Regions from separate parts of the Mus musculus genome. Here region 2 is linked to region 1. A link is a contact called in public Hi-C data. All regions are on one chromosome and are shown on one strand. The core of a region is the stretch at or near the end of the contact, and the rest is flanking DNA. Distances in the headings are between cores, read along the strand shown.

Region 1 (6,422 bases), core at 1,419-3,918:
ACTCATCTCAGCTCTGACATCCCCTAGTGTGGTGGTTCTCAAACTAGAGGAACTAGCAGAACCATTGGCAAGCTTAACACAGAGCCAACTTTGTTCACAGGGATGCTGATCCCGAGGCAGAGGCAAAACTTTGTTTTCTTATATAGTTCCAGTGATGCTAAGCTGCTGATTTGGGGGCCACACTCTTTCAGCCACTGTTAGCCTCTTTGATGCCTGGCTATGCTCTGAGGATCTTTTGGGGCTCTCTCACATACCCTTAGTGTCACAGGAAGGGGGCTCCTTTGCATGAGATTTCATTTCTTGGAATTTTTTTGGTCCTTTGTTTTCTTCTACCATTATATCAGCCATTTGGAGAACACTGGAGTTTGGAAAGGAAAAAAATAAAATGACACATTGGACTTTGGATTAGGCTATATAGCATAGGGGTATATTCTATATTCTACCCAGTTTATTTATAGCTTTGTAGAAATGGAGATTGCATTGTGCTTTAGATTGCCACTGTCACCAGCAAGGCGACCCACATTCAAATCATTCATGGGACCAGGCCAACAATATCACATTGTGCACTGATTTTTATGTGAAGCAGCCTGTAGGTGAAGAAGAAAGAACATTCATGCATTAAGAATCTAAAATGTTTTCAGCATTTTATTAGCCAAATTGAAGCCTATCACTACCAGCTTGCAAATTCCACATGGTTCCTTCTCGATTCTGTACCTTAAGGATAAGAAAAGGAGAAGTTACAGAGCATTTTACTTTGTCTTAATTCCTGTTGCTTTTGCTTTAATTAGAAAAAAAAATGTGTTCATCATGAACAGCCTGGCATTACTTTGACGGTCCTTTCTGTGTATACAGGTATTTCTTGATTTCCATGTGGGGTTGGTTTCAGGACTTCCACAGGTACACACACCTTAAAATGCTCAAATCCCTTACACAAAGGGCATGGTATTTGCCAATGTCCTGTGCATATTTTCCCAAGTGCTTTAATCATGTCCAGGTTCCTAGCTGTATTTAAAAATATAAATACTGTGTAAGAAGTGGTTGTTGTACTGTGTTGATTAGCAGTTCATGGTAAGACAGTGATAGATAGAGATTTAGTACAGGCACAATTTTTTAAAAAGCCTTCCCCCCCCCACCCCCCGGAGTGTGTTGAAGCCATGGATGTGGAACGCATGGAAACAGGGAACTTGCTATGGTCTGGGAGCTCATGCCATGTTGCTTTGAAACTAGCTGGCAGGGATCGGGACCTCTTGGCATTCACTTTTTGCTTGAATGTGAAGTACTATAACTTGCTTCTTACAAAGATAACATGCAAGTGGTGAGGCTGTTCCACCTTCTGTTTTAACCCCCATTCCTTTCCTCAAGCAGCACAAAGCCACAAGGCAAGGGATTATAATGGCCTCCAGCTAACTTTCCATACAAACTGTGGCTCATGCCCTCCTGATTGACTTTGGAATCTTGTTCTTCCCCAGCCAGGTCTTTAAGGGAGACCACAGATGTGGCCAATCCCTGTCATTGTAACCTTCAGAGACAGGTCCTAGCTGTCGTGACAAGATTCCTTAAATGAATGTTGTTTTTAGATGTTAATTCCGGGGTCATGAAGCAATTGACTTGAATGAAATCTGTCAACAATGGGCATTTCATCAGAACTAGGTAGTGAGCATTTGGAGGATTCAAATCTTAACATTCATATTTAACTGTGATGTGGAGCCAATTTGAACCAGCTCAATGCTAGTTGCCCAAATCTTTCTAACTCTACATTCAAGAATGACTACACTCAAGAATGTTATCAGCATGAAATCTGTGTGGTAGAAATATTTACGTAACAAAAATAAAAATATAATTTTGAGATATGATTTACTAGGACACTGCTATGCTTCAAGCATAAGCCCTGCAGCTCATTTTATTCTTGACGAACATCAGAAATTTAGCAAACGACATCAGAAGCATTCTGGTGTCATGGTCACCAGTGGGGTAATCCATGGGGGATGTGACAGTGCCCAATTCTTCAGTGAACAGAGTGTTTGACTCCAAAGAGTCAGTAAACTTCTAAACAGATTTTCAGCCTATAGTTATGAAATGTTCCTATCTCTGGTTACTGATGGGAAGATTCTGCTACTTGCCCTGGGCTAAATTTTGCCCCTGGAATTGTTTTGCCATCAGTTTCAAGTGAAGCTTCTGGGTGGGACAAAAACTCAAGCCTGGGCAGAAAAAACGTCAAGCCAGGCAGCGTAGCATTTGGTACCTGCTTATGAATAAATGTTTGCAATTCTGGAAACTTTCTCTTGAAAATTGTTTTCATCTTCTCTGATGAGTAGGTCGGTGGGTGGATGCTTCACTAATCTCTCATTGTGAGAAGCTGCCAATTCCAAGGAGAGGAACGGGTAACTATGAATTACCAAGATCAGTTTGCGATGTGGATTATCAAAGCCCTAATTAGGATCAGTATAATAGGAATCTTCATTTGCAGCTGGAGAATTTGGAGTGTAGGTCTGAGGGTCACCTGAGTTTCTATGACTTATGAGACAATCCTAGTTGGTTTCAAACCAGCTGACTCTAATGCACGCTTGTTTCTTCCCTTTCTGTAGAAGTTCACCCCTCCCCTCCTTTAGTGTTGTACTTAAAATTTCTTAAAGGGAAACTCCAGGGGAAGAAACAGAGGCTGCATTGCCTCGTGGGCTCTGTGAGGAAATGCTCACTGACCTGAACTTCCCTGTTATCTGCTGTGGTTTGGGGCCATGTTTCCATTTCTGCTCACTTATGTCATAAACTAAAAAACATCTCAACTACCTGTTCTTGCTGCCCAAGCACCACTACTACCAGGTTCAATACAAATTACAAGTCTTTTATATTCTGATGACCTTGACTCTCCACCATCCCATCTCAGAGTCCGGAGAGCAGTGACTGCCTCTACTTCTGAGCTCTTGTTTGTACCCATGGATCATTTCTATAGAGTGCACCTTGGATGGGACAGAACATCTACCAATCTGCTGTCAAGACATTTCCTAGAAAGACATTGGGGTGAACAAAACTGTTGTTCTAATCATTTCTTTGTCTTTTGGAGCCTATATAATCTTAGGAGAGTTACTCAACTTCGTTATGATTGCATGTGCTTATCTGTGAAATGGAGTATTAATATGACCCACTTCATAAGTTATTCTATGGATTAAATGAATTAAGACACATGAAAGTTTTGAAGCAGAGCCAAGTATACAGAAATATGGAATTAATGTTACTCTGTGCAGTGTATTAGCCAGCTTTTAGTGCTTCTTCCTTGATATACCCATGTATGACTGAAAGGTTAGCCTTGTGCTGCACACCTCATAGTCAGCCTTGCTGTTTAATTTATTCAGCTTGTCGCCCACCCATCAAAATTGTTGTATTAGCTATCTTTTATTGTCTAACAAATTTTCCCAAACATAGCCCTTAAAGTGAGTGTGTATTGCCTCAGTTTTTAACATCTAGAAATTCAAGAATAGTTTAATAGTATGGTTCTGTCTTTGTCTCTCCTGAGATTGAAGTCACTTTGTTAGCTTTGGTGAGTCTCCCCTGAGCTCAAGTAGGAGATGATCAGCCTCCATGTTCACACACAAGGATGACAGCAAGCCTCAGCTCCTTACCATAGGGGCCCCTCTAAAGCCTGCTTAGATGACCTTGCAGCATGATAGCTGGTTGTTCCAGAGAGAGACAGACAGACAGACAGACAGACACAGAGACATAGACAGAGATAGACACAGACACCAAGACAGAGACAGTGACAGAGATGGGACAGAGAGAGGAGAACCAAAGATGATCTTTTTATAGCCTATCTCCAGATGTGATGTCTAATGGCTTCTGCCATACCCTATTCACTAGAATCACAACACAAATCCAATCCATTCTGAATAAGCAAAACATTAGGCTTCATCATAAATGGGAGCAATTATCATAGAAACTGTGACATCTTTTCAACCCGCACAAATATCTTTCACAGTCTAGAGAACATAGTACTTCAATTTCAAGTAGTTGCATTCTGTAGAACAATGAACACAGTTAGCAAATGACAAAGGAATGAATTGGATTCCCTGAGGTCACATCTTATCTCTAGCTGTCTCTTCTTCCCAAGTCCTCTTGATGGGGTTACTCCATTGATGTGTTATCATACTCTTATGCACTAGATTACTGGACGATTAAAATCTACCCACTGTTTTAGACACTGTGCAATCCAGTAACCTAAGATGTGGTAAAAGATATGTGCTGTCAAGTTCTTTCTTCATTTGCAAGACAGAATCGGAGTAAGGACCACCAACATGCCCCTTATGTTCTAGGTTCTTACATTTTCCTTTTCCTCCCCTTCTTTACTCTCACCGTGACTTCCTTTCTCTTCTTAGGAGTGAACACAATAAAATTCAAGCCCAGGTTCAGCTTTGAAGTAAATTATAACACAAAGAAAAAGATCACATCTTCTTGGCTGGACTGTATATGTGCAAGACTGATCAGTGAAAGATACTGGAAAACAAACATTTATGGGAAGATTTTCATCTTCTCACTGTACAGTACTCAGAAAGCCTGTCTGCTCAGGGTTCTTATAAGTCATTTTGGGCTAGGGAAAGAGAAATGTCTCTTGCAGGCTAATTCAAAGTGGTCATGCTACACATTCTTTCCACACAACTTCCAGTTCTGTCTCCATTTCTGTTCCATGCATTGATCAATGAGTGGGCCACAAACCCTCCTGCAAGCCTCTGCCCCTAGTCACCCTTTTTGTTGACATTCCAAACTGCTAAGCTCACGAATGTCCTGGGAGGACAGTAGCTCCAGGACACGTATTCCCTAAGCGAGAATCCTTGACTTTCACGGTATGTGGCTTAGCTATTTTCCCATCCTTGTAAGGACTTGACATTGTTTCAGAAAATAGTGTCGAATTGGGGAATGTCGTTTCTAGGTTCTTTCTCACTGACCCGTGCCATTCAGTTTCCTTGCTCTCCTCAAAACCTTTTTTGGAATGAGGCAGGCTATAAAATAAACAAATAGAACTGTCCCTGAAGTAAAATGAGGTTGGATAATTTGAAGATTAGTTCTTTCTCAAACACTTGAAGGGAGTTGATGCATTCTAGACTTACACAAGGACACTGAATACATCTTAGGAGAGGAAGAATCACTTAATGGAGGGACAAGTCATTATGGTTGTGTGTTTGCCCAACTGTATACACATAGAGATCTTAGAAAAACCCAGCTCTTCCTTCTCAAGCATACTGAAATCCCATTACAGTCCTCATTGATGATCTAATCCATCTGGCCCAAGGGTTGCTGGGATCTGCTACAAACTGACTTCAAGCCAGGCATCCTTGGAATCAGTAAATAAAAACAGTGCTTTGTAAACAGTAGAACATGCTATGTAATGACATGTTTCACTATGCATATGTCCTACCATCATGTATAAGCTTATCTAAATAAGGAATGTTATCCAGAACACCTGACAGATCTTCTGCCCTGAAGGTGATCTTCAATACCCCTCAAAGGCCTGCGAGTTAAAGCTGAGGCACTCTGGTCTTTTGTTTCTTTCTTCTGTTTTGCAGCCATAGGGCAAAAGTCTGCTCTGCCACCTCTTCCTACTAAAATATTTGCCTGGTCACAAGCCCCAAACGACAAAACTATTAGACCGTGTACCTCCCATCCAAAGCGGTAGCCAAAGACAGATGCTTTGTCTTCCTAACAGTGCCTTCTTTGAATGTTGGAGGGCCAGACAGCTACCTGATCATTGCTGAACACTAGTTCTTCAGTAGAAAAAGAAGGCTGCAATGGAAAGTGGATTAATGTTGGGTTGGATTTTGCTGTTTCAGAAAACACATACACACATGCACAAACACAGGAATCATTCCACTGTGGGTAATAGGCAGTGGGAAGTAATGAAGAGTTGAATCAGAAAAGATATTTCCTCTCAATGGAATTTTCTGGAAGGCATCTCTTCTAATAATAAGTTGGAATCTACTTTTTAAATCCTTCGGTCGCAAAAGCAGAATGAAGCTGGTGGTGAGCAATGGAGATTTTTTATTGGGGGGAGGGTTATGACCATAATATAGACAGAGGTTAGTTACTGGGGCAGCAGCTCACAAGTACAGGGATGGTGGTAGTACAATAAATACATGTCTGGGAGACATTTGCTGGTATCTACAGATGTTTTTGTTGTGTAGTCGTAGGGGAGGATCCTGGTACTTGTGGATACAATCCAGGATGTTTCTAAGGATGATACTAAGAGTTCATCAGTTTCCTCCTTCTAGAAACCTGAAATATCTCTTTAAACAATGTTTGTTCATAAAGTATATTAACTAAAACCACATGAAGATAAAGCTTACCCACAATGGAGTAGATATGCCCATCTTTGATTTCTTTCAACTGAGCTTGTTTGAAGGAAACACTTTTTTCTTGGAAGTCTCTGAATATTGTTA
Region 2 (6,422 bases), core at 2,537-5,036, 93 kb after region 1:
TTCCACAGGCTCCTAAATAAAGGATGTGCAGAGCTTATGTGTCTTTATGCACCGGATCCAAGTAACATAGTGTTGTGAAGTTCATAGATCCTCAGTAAAGATTTATAGACTGGGTAGTATTAGTCAGTTTGCTTTTATTGTTGTTGTTGTTTGCTTTTGCTTTTAGTTCTGAAACAATGAAACAAATACCTAAAACAGTTTGAGAAGAAGAAATATTTCTTTTGCCTCATGTTTTCAGGAGTTTCAGTCTACGGTGTATGGCTCCATTTATTTTCTTTGGACCTGCAGTGAGGAAGAACATGGAGGAGAGACACATGGGAGAGAAGGCCTCTTGCTTTATGGTGGTCAGGAAGCAAGAGAGCAACAGGAAGGAACCCAGGACAGGGAAACAGGATGAAAACCAGGAAGAGACAATAGGATAAAAACCAGGAAGTGACAGGCTGGACCCCAGGAAGAGACAGGCAGAAACTTTGAAAGCCTGTCTCCAGTGACTACTTCCATCAACCTGTCCCCATTCCCTAACACTTATGTCACTGCCCATAAAGCTTTCCAAATTGAAATTTGTCAATAGATAAATACACTGGTCCCTATGATCCAGTCACATCTCCAAAAGTATACCTATAACACTTAGATGGGAGGGGTTTTTCAATACAGAGGCTTTGGGTGAAAACTCTGACTCCATAGCTACCTTGTAAAAACATTAATACTGAGGTTGACTCCTTTTTAAAAAACATTACTTCTTTTATCTTAAGAGATTGTAACTACCCCCTTTCCCTCTTCCAACCTAATACAATAGCAAAACATTTTAATATCATTGGTCACATATGCAAGTATATTGCTATATGGTAATTAAACAAGATTTGATGGCTGTCTAAAACAATGTGACTTGGCCAACCTGGCCTAGTTTGGCCTACAAATCACTCCACCCATCATTCTTACTGTGGCTAATCCAACACTGACTAGGTGAGCCCTAGGTAGAGCAAATGCTACTCTCGGCTGTAGCTTCTGGTCCCTAGGAAAGAATCAGGAGTGAGGAGAGCCAGGGTTGGGTGTCGCATCAGCAGCAAATGATGCACAGGCTAAGAGGTTTCTCAGGGGAGTTGCCACAGGTTACAATGGAATGACAATTACAAGGTAGATGGATCATGTCACGCCTGCTGTGACCTTTACAATACATGGGGATCATTATTTTCATGTGAATTTGCATAATGGTCCACCTAGTAGGAACAATGCTGAATGCTAATAGCTGCAGGATGCAATAAAATTAAACATTATCTGGGCTGAACTGCTCAAGGAAAAGTTGCCAAAGTATGACTCTTTAAGTACTTAATTTCATCCCAGGTCATGTCCACACACAAATGAGGATTTCCGATATCTCCTGAAAACCTGGCAAAAAACGGACTAGAATAGAATAGCAGCAGCCTCCTTTATGTAGAGTCCTAACCAGTAGACTGTGTTCTGATACATTGTGTCTGGACCTTCTTACAAAGATCAGACTTGTAATTCTCACCTTAGCTTGCCCCAGGACTGCCTGGCCACTGGAAACCCCTTACATATTTGTTAACAGAGACGCTAAATAGGATAAATTCAGAGCTACTCCAGAGCTACTCTCGCCTTCTGAACTGGCAGATACTGAGAAAAACTTTGTTAATGGTAAGATCGAGCAAGTCCGCAAGCACTGTACATTTTCAGAGAAGACAGATAGTACCCCCTCAAAGTATTAAGTAACCACACATTATTTGTTGTGGGTGGGAGGAGGCCACCAGCATAGAGTGTAAAAAGCAATAAGTCTCTGTATTTGTTTCTTCTCTACAATTTCAATTGCATGAAAAATGGACTGAACATGACCATCTACACTGTATTCCAAAGAACAGAGAATTCATTTAAACTGGATTCACTTCTAGGTCCCATGCGTTTACACTCATTTCCACCACAAGAGGGCAGCCATCTCTAAAAAAACAACAGTCGAGTGCTCTTCAGAGAAATTGGGCCAAACTTGAGGAAAGTTCCTGGGAAAGGCTTTTTAGCAGCACCTCTCTGGGCTACAAAAAAGAAGCCAGCAGGCACCACCAAGGTGGAGTAACTGTCCAGAGGCATCCATTTTACCTCAGAGACTTGATTACTAAGGATATCCTAAACGGCCAAACTCTCTCTTCTGGTGTTCCAGAGGCCCAAAGCTGCAAGGCATTGTTGATGTCATCACCAAAGGTTTCATTTTCATCTTTTCTTGGGGTTGGTCCAACAGCTGTCAGCTTTCTCTTCCTCATTAAAGGCAACTTTCTCATTTAAATCTCATATAGGTTCGGAGTTTCTTGCTTTGCTCCTTCCGCCTCCGCGATGACAGAAGCAATGGTTAACTTCTCAATTAAACTTGATAGGGAAGGAAATGGCTTCAGAGGCGATCAGCCCTTTTGACTTACACACTTACACGTCTGAGTGGAGTGTTTTATTGCCGCCTTGTTTGGTGTCTCATGATTCAGAGTGACAACTTCTGCAACACGTTTTAAAAAGGAATACAGTAGCTGATCGCAAATTGCTGGATCTATCCCTTCCTCTCCTTTAATTTCCCTTGTAGACAGCCTTCCTTCAAAAATACCTTATTTGACCTCTACAGCTCTAGAAACAGCCAGGGCCTAATTTCCCTCTGTGGGTTGCTAATCCGATTTAGGTGAACGAACCTAGAGTTATTTTAGCTCCCCGACTGAAAAGCTAGCACACGTGGGTAAAAAAATCATTAAAGCCCCTGCTTCTGGTCTTTCTCGGTCTTTGCTTTGCAAACTGGAAAGATCTGGTTCACAACGTAACGTTATTCACTCTGGTCTTCTACAGGAATGCTCAGCCCATAGTTTTGGGGGTCCTGTGGGTAGCCAGTGGTGGTACTATGAAGGCTCCTGAATGTAGGGAGAAATGGAAAGATTTCAAAAAAGAATCCTGGCTCAGCAGCTTTGGGGACATTTCCAGCTGAGGAAGAAAACTGGCTTGGCCACAGCCAGAGCCTTACTGCTGGAGACCCAGTGGAGAGAGAGGACCAGGCAGAAAATTCAAAGGTCTCAAACCGGAATTGTCTTGTTACCTGACTCTGGAGTAGGTGGGTGTGGAAGGGAAGATAAATATCACAAGTATCGAAGTGATCGCTTCTATAAAGAGAATTTCTATTAACTCTCATTGTCCCCTCACATGGACACACACACACACACACACACACACACACACACATCACTAGAAGGGATGTCCACTTTACAAGTGTGTATCTATGTTCAGAAACCTGTACCCGTATTTTTATAATTTACATAAATAAATACATATAAAATATATGCATCTTTTTATTAGATTCATTTATTTGAATATAAATGTATGAATATTTATAAAATGTAATAATGCACTCAGATGTGTATCGGCTATTTCTCGACATTTTCTTCTCACCATTCAAAACAGAAGCGTTTGCTCACATTTTTGCCAAAATGTCTAATAACTTGTAAGTTCTGTTCTTCTTTTTAATGTGCTCTTACCTAAAAACTTCAAACTCAAGTTGAATATTGGCCCAATGAGGGAACTCAGAGGCCAGTGGACTCTGGATTTGCCCTAGTCTCCCGCAGCTGTGGGCGCGGATCCAGGTCCCGGGGGTCGGCTTCACACTCATCCGGGACGCGACCCCTTAGCGGCCGCGCGCTCGCCCCGCCCCGCTCCACCGCGGCCGCCCCGTAGGGCGCGCCGTCCACACCCCTGCGCGCCGCTCCCGCCCGCCCGGGGATCCCCGGCGCGCTGCGCCTCCGAGGGGGAGGTGTTCGGCCACGGCCGGGAGGGAGCCGGCAGGCGGCGTCTCCTTTAAAAGCCGCGAGCGCCGCGCCACGGCGCCTCCGTCGTCGCCGCCGGAGTCCTCGCCCTGCCGCGCAGAGCCCTGCTCGCACTGCGCCCGCCGCCGCTGCGCTTCCCACAGCCCGCCCGGGATTGGCAGCCCCGGACGTAGCCTCCCCAGGCGACACCAGGCACCGGACGCCCTCCCGGCGAAAGACGCGAGGGTCACCCGCGGCTTCGAGGGACTGGCACGACACGGGTTGGAACTCCAGACTGTGCGCGCCTGGCGCTGTGGCCTCGGCTGTCCGGGAGAAGCTAGAGTCGCGGACCGACGCTAAGAACCGGGAGTCCGGAGCACAGTCTTACCCTCAATGCGGGGCCACTCTGACCCAGGAGTGAGCGCCCAAGGCGAGCGGGCGGAAGAGTGAGTGGACCCCAGGCTGCCACAAAAGACACTTGGCCCGAGGGCTCGGAGCGCGAGGTCACCCGGTTTGGCAACCCGAGACGCGCGGCTGGACTGTCTCGAGAATGAGCCCCAGGACGCCGGGGCGCCGCAGCCGTGCGGGCTCTGCTGGCGAGCGCTGATGGGGGTGCGCCAGAGTCAGGCTGAGGGATGCAGAGTGGCGGCCCGCCCGCCACCCAGATCTTCGCTGCGCCCTTGCCCGGACACGGCATCGCCCACGATGGCTGCCCCGAGCCATGGGTCGCGGCCCAGCTAACGCAGAACGTCCGTCCCTCGCCCGGCGAGTCCCGGAGCCAGCCCCGCGCCCCGCCAGCGCTGGTCCCTGAGGCCGACGACAGCAGCAGCCTTGCCTCAGCCTTCCCTTCCCGTCCCGGCCCCGCACTCCTCCCCCTGCTCGAGGCTGTGTGTCAGCACTTGGCTGGAGACTTCTTGAACTTGCCGGGAGAGTGACTTGGGCTCCCCACTTCGCGCCGGTGTCCTCGCCCGGCGGATCCAGTCTTGCCGCCTCCAGCCCGATCACCTCTCTTCCTCAGCCCGCTGGGCCCACCCCAAGACACAGTTCCCTACAGGGAGAACACCCGGAGAAGGAGGAGGAGGCGAAGAAAAGCAACAGAAGCCCAGTTGCTGCTCCAGGTCCCTCGGACAGAGCTTTTTCCATGTGGAGACTCTCTCAATGGACGTGCCCCCTAGTGCTTCTTAGACGGACTGCGGTCTCCTAAAGGTAGAGGACACGGGCCGGGGACCCGGGGTTGGCTGGCGGGTGACACCGCTTCCCGCCCAACGGCGCAGGGCGCCTGGGAGGACTGGTGGAGTGGAGTGGACGTAAACATACCCTCACCCGGTGCACGTGCAGCGGATCCCTAGAGGGGTTAGGCATTCCAAACCCCAGATCCCTCTGCCTTGCCCACTGGCCTGCGACCTTCCTCCAGCCGGTTCCTCCTCCCCAAGTTTTCGATACATTATAAGGGCTGTTTTGGGCTTTCAAAAAAAAAAATGCAGAAATCCATTTAAAGAGTATGGCCAGTAGATTTTACTAGTTCATTGCTGACCAGTAAGTACTCCAAGCCTTAGAGATCCTTGGCTATCCTTAAGAAGTAGGTCCCATTTAGGAAGATACTAAAAGTTGGGGTTCTCCATGTGTGTTTACTGACTATGCGAATGTGTCATAGCTTACACGTGCATTCATAAACACTATCTATTTAGTTAATTGCAGGAAGGTGCATGGATTTCTTGACTGCACAGGAGTCTGGGGAAGGGGGACAGGGTTGCCTGTGGGTCAACCTTAAATAGTTAGGGGCGTAGGCCACAACTTGCAAGTGGCGTCATTAGCAGTAATCTTGAGTTTAGCGCTTACTGAATCTACAAGTTTGATATGCTCAACTACCAGGAAATTGTATACAGCGCCTCTAAGGAAGTCACTTGTGCATTTGTGTCTGTTAATATGCACATGAGCGCTGCACTGTATAAGTTTGTCAGGGATGCAGTGTCCGACCAACCTATGGCTTCCCAGCTTCCTGACACCCGCATTCCCAGCTAGTGTCACAAGAAAAGGGTACAGACGGTCAATGCTCTTTTTAATTGGGAGTTAAGACCAAGCCCCAAGTAAGAAGTCCGGCTGGGACTTGGGGGTCCTCCATCCTCTTGATCATCCAGGCTGTAGCCCGCGAATATGACATGCCAGGAGGGCATCCTGGAGAAGGCCAGCGAGCTCTATGGGAGCCGAGGCCGCGGGGGCGGGCGGAGGACTGGGCGGGGAACGTGGGTGACTCACGTCGGCCCTGTCCGCAGGTCGACCATGGTGGCCGGGACCCGCTGTCTTCTAGTGTTGCTGCTTCCCCAGGTCCTCCTGGGCGGCGCGGCCGGCCTCATTCCAGAGCTGGGCCGCAAGAAGTTCGCCGCGGCATCCAGCCGACCCTTGTCCCGGCCTTCGGAAGACGTCCTCAGCGAATTTGAGTTGAGGCTGCTCAGCATGTTTGGCCTGAAGCAGAGACCCACCCCCAGCAAGGACGTCGTGGTGCCCCCCTATATGCTAGATCTGTACCGCAGGCACTCAGGCCAGCCAGGAGCGCCCGCCCCAGACCACCGGCTGGAGAGGGCAGCCAGCCGCGCCAACACCGTGCGCAGCTTCCATCACGAAGGTGAGCGGGCGGCGGGTGGCGGGGCG

The links. A called contact is a pair of places that touch in the nucleus more often than the background predicts.
Region 2: a contact with region 1 is called in a Hi-C map of bone marrow-derived macrophages, with 43 read pairs. The contact joins the promoter of Bmp2 here to the enhancer-like site in region 1. A contact is called at or near these places in 2 of 39 promoter capture datasets (hematopoietic stem and progenitor cells and liver), 5 of 484 Hi-C or Micro-C datasets (bone marrow-derived macrophages, liver and nephron progenitors), 2 of 115 datasets of contacts at active chromatin or transcription factors (both in bone marrow-derived macrophages) and 2 of 9 other capture datasets (liver and pancreatic islet).

Annotation. Positions count from the first base shown.
Region 1 is chr2:133,456,258-133,462,679 of GRCm38.p6, forward strand. No RefSeq gene overlaps it. Among named protein-coding and RNA genes, the nearest start is that of Gm14100, 3.6 kb to the right of the region's middle. Within about 2 kb of position 2,669, at least 27 of the 459 cell types and tissues checked have an H3K27ac peak or open chromatin away from gene starts, as enhancers often do. A contact at or near this core is called in bone marrow-derived macrophages, where this site is marked.
Region 2 is chr2:133,548,373-133,554,794 of GRCm38.p6, forward strand. Bmp2 (bone morphogenetic protein 2) reads left to right here and starts at 3,787. Exons shown (of 3, transcript NM_007553.3): 1 at 3,787-4,979; 2 at 6,047-6,396. The coding sequence starts at 6,054. RefSeq lists promoters at 1,876-4,752, 3,749-3,947, 4,437-4,752 and a cis regulatory region at 2,765-2,775.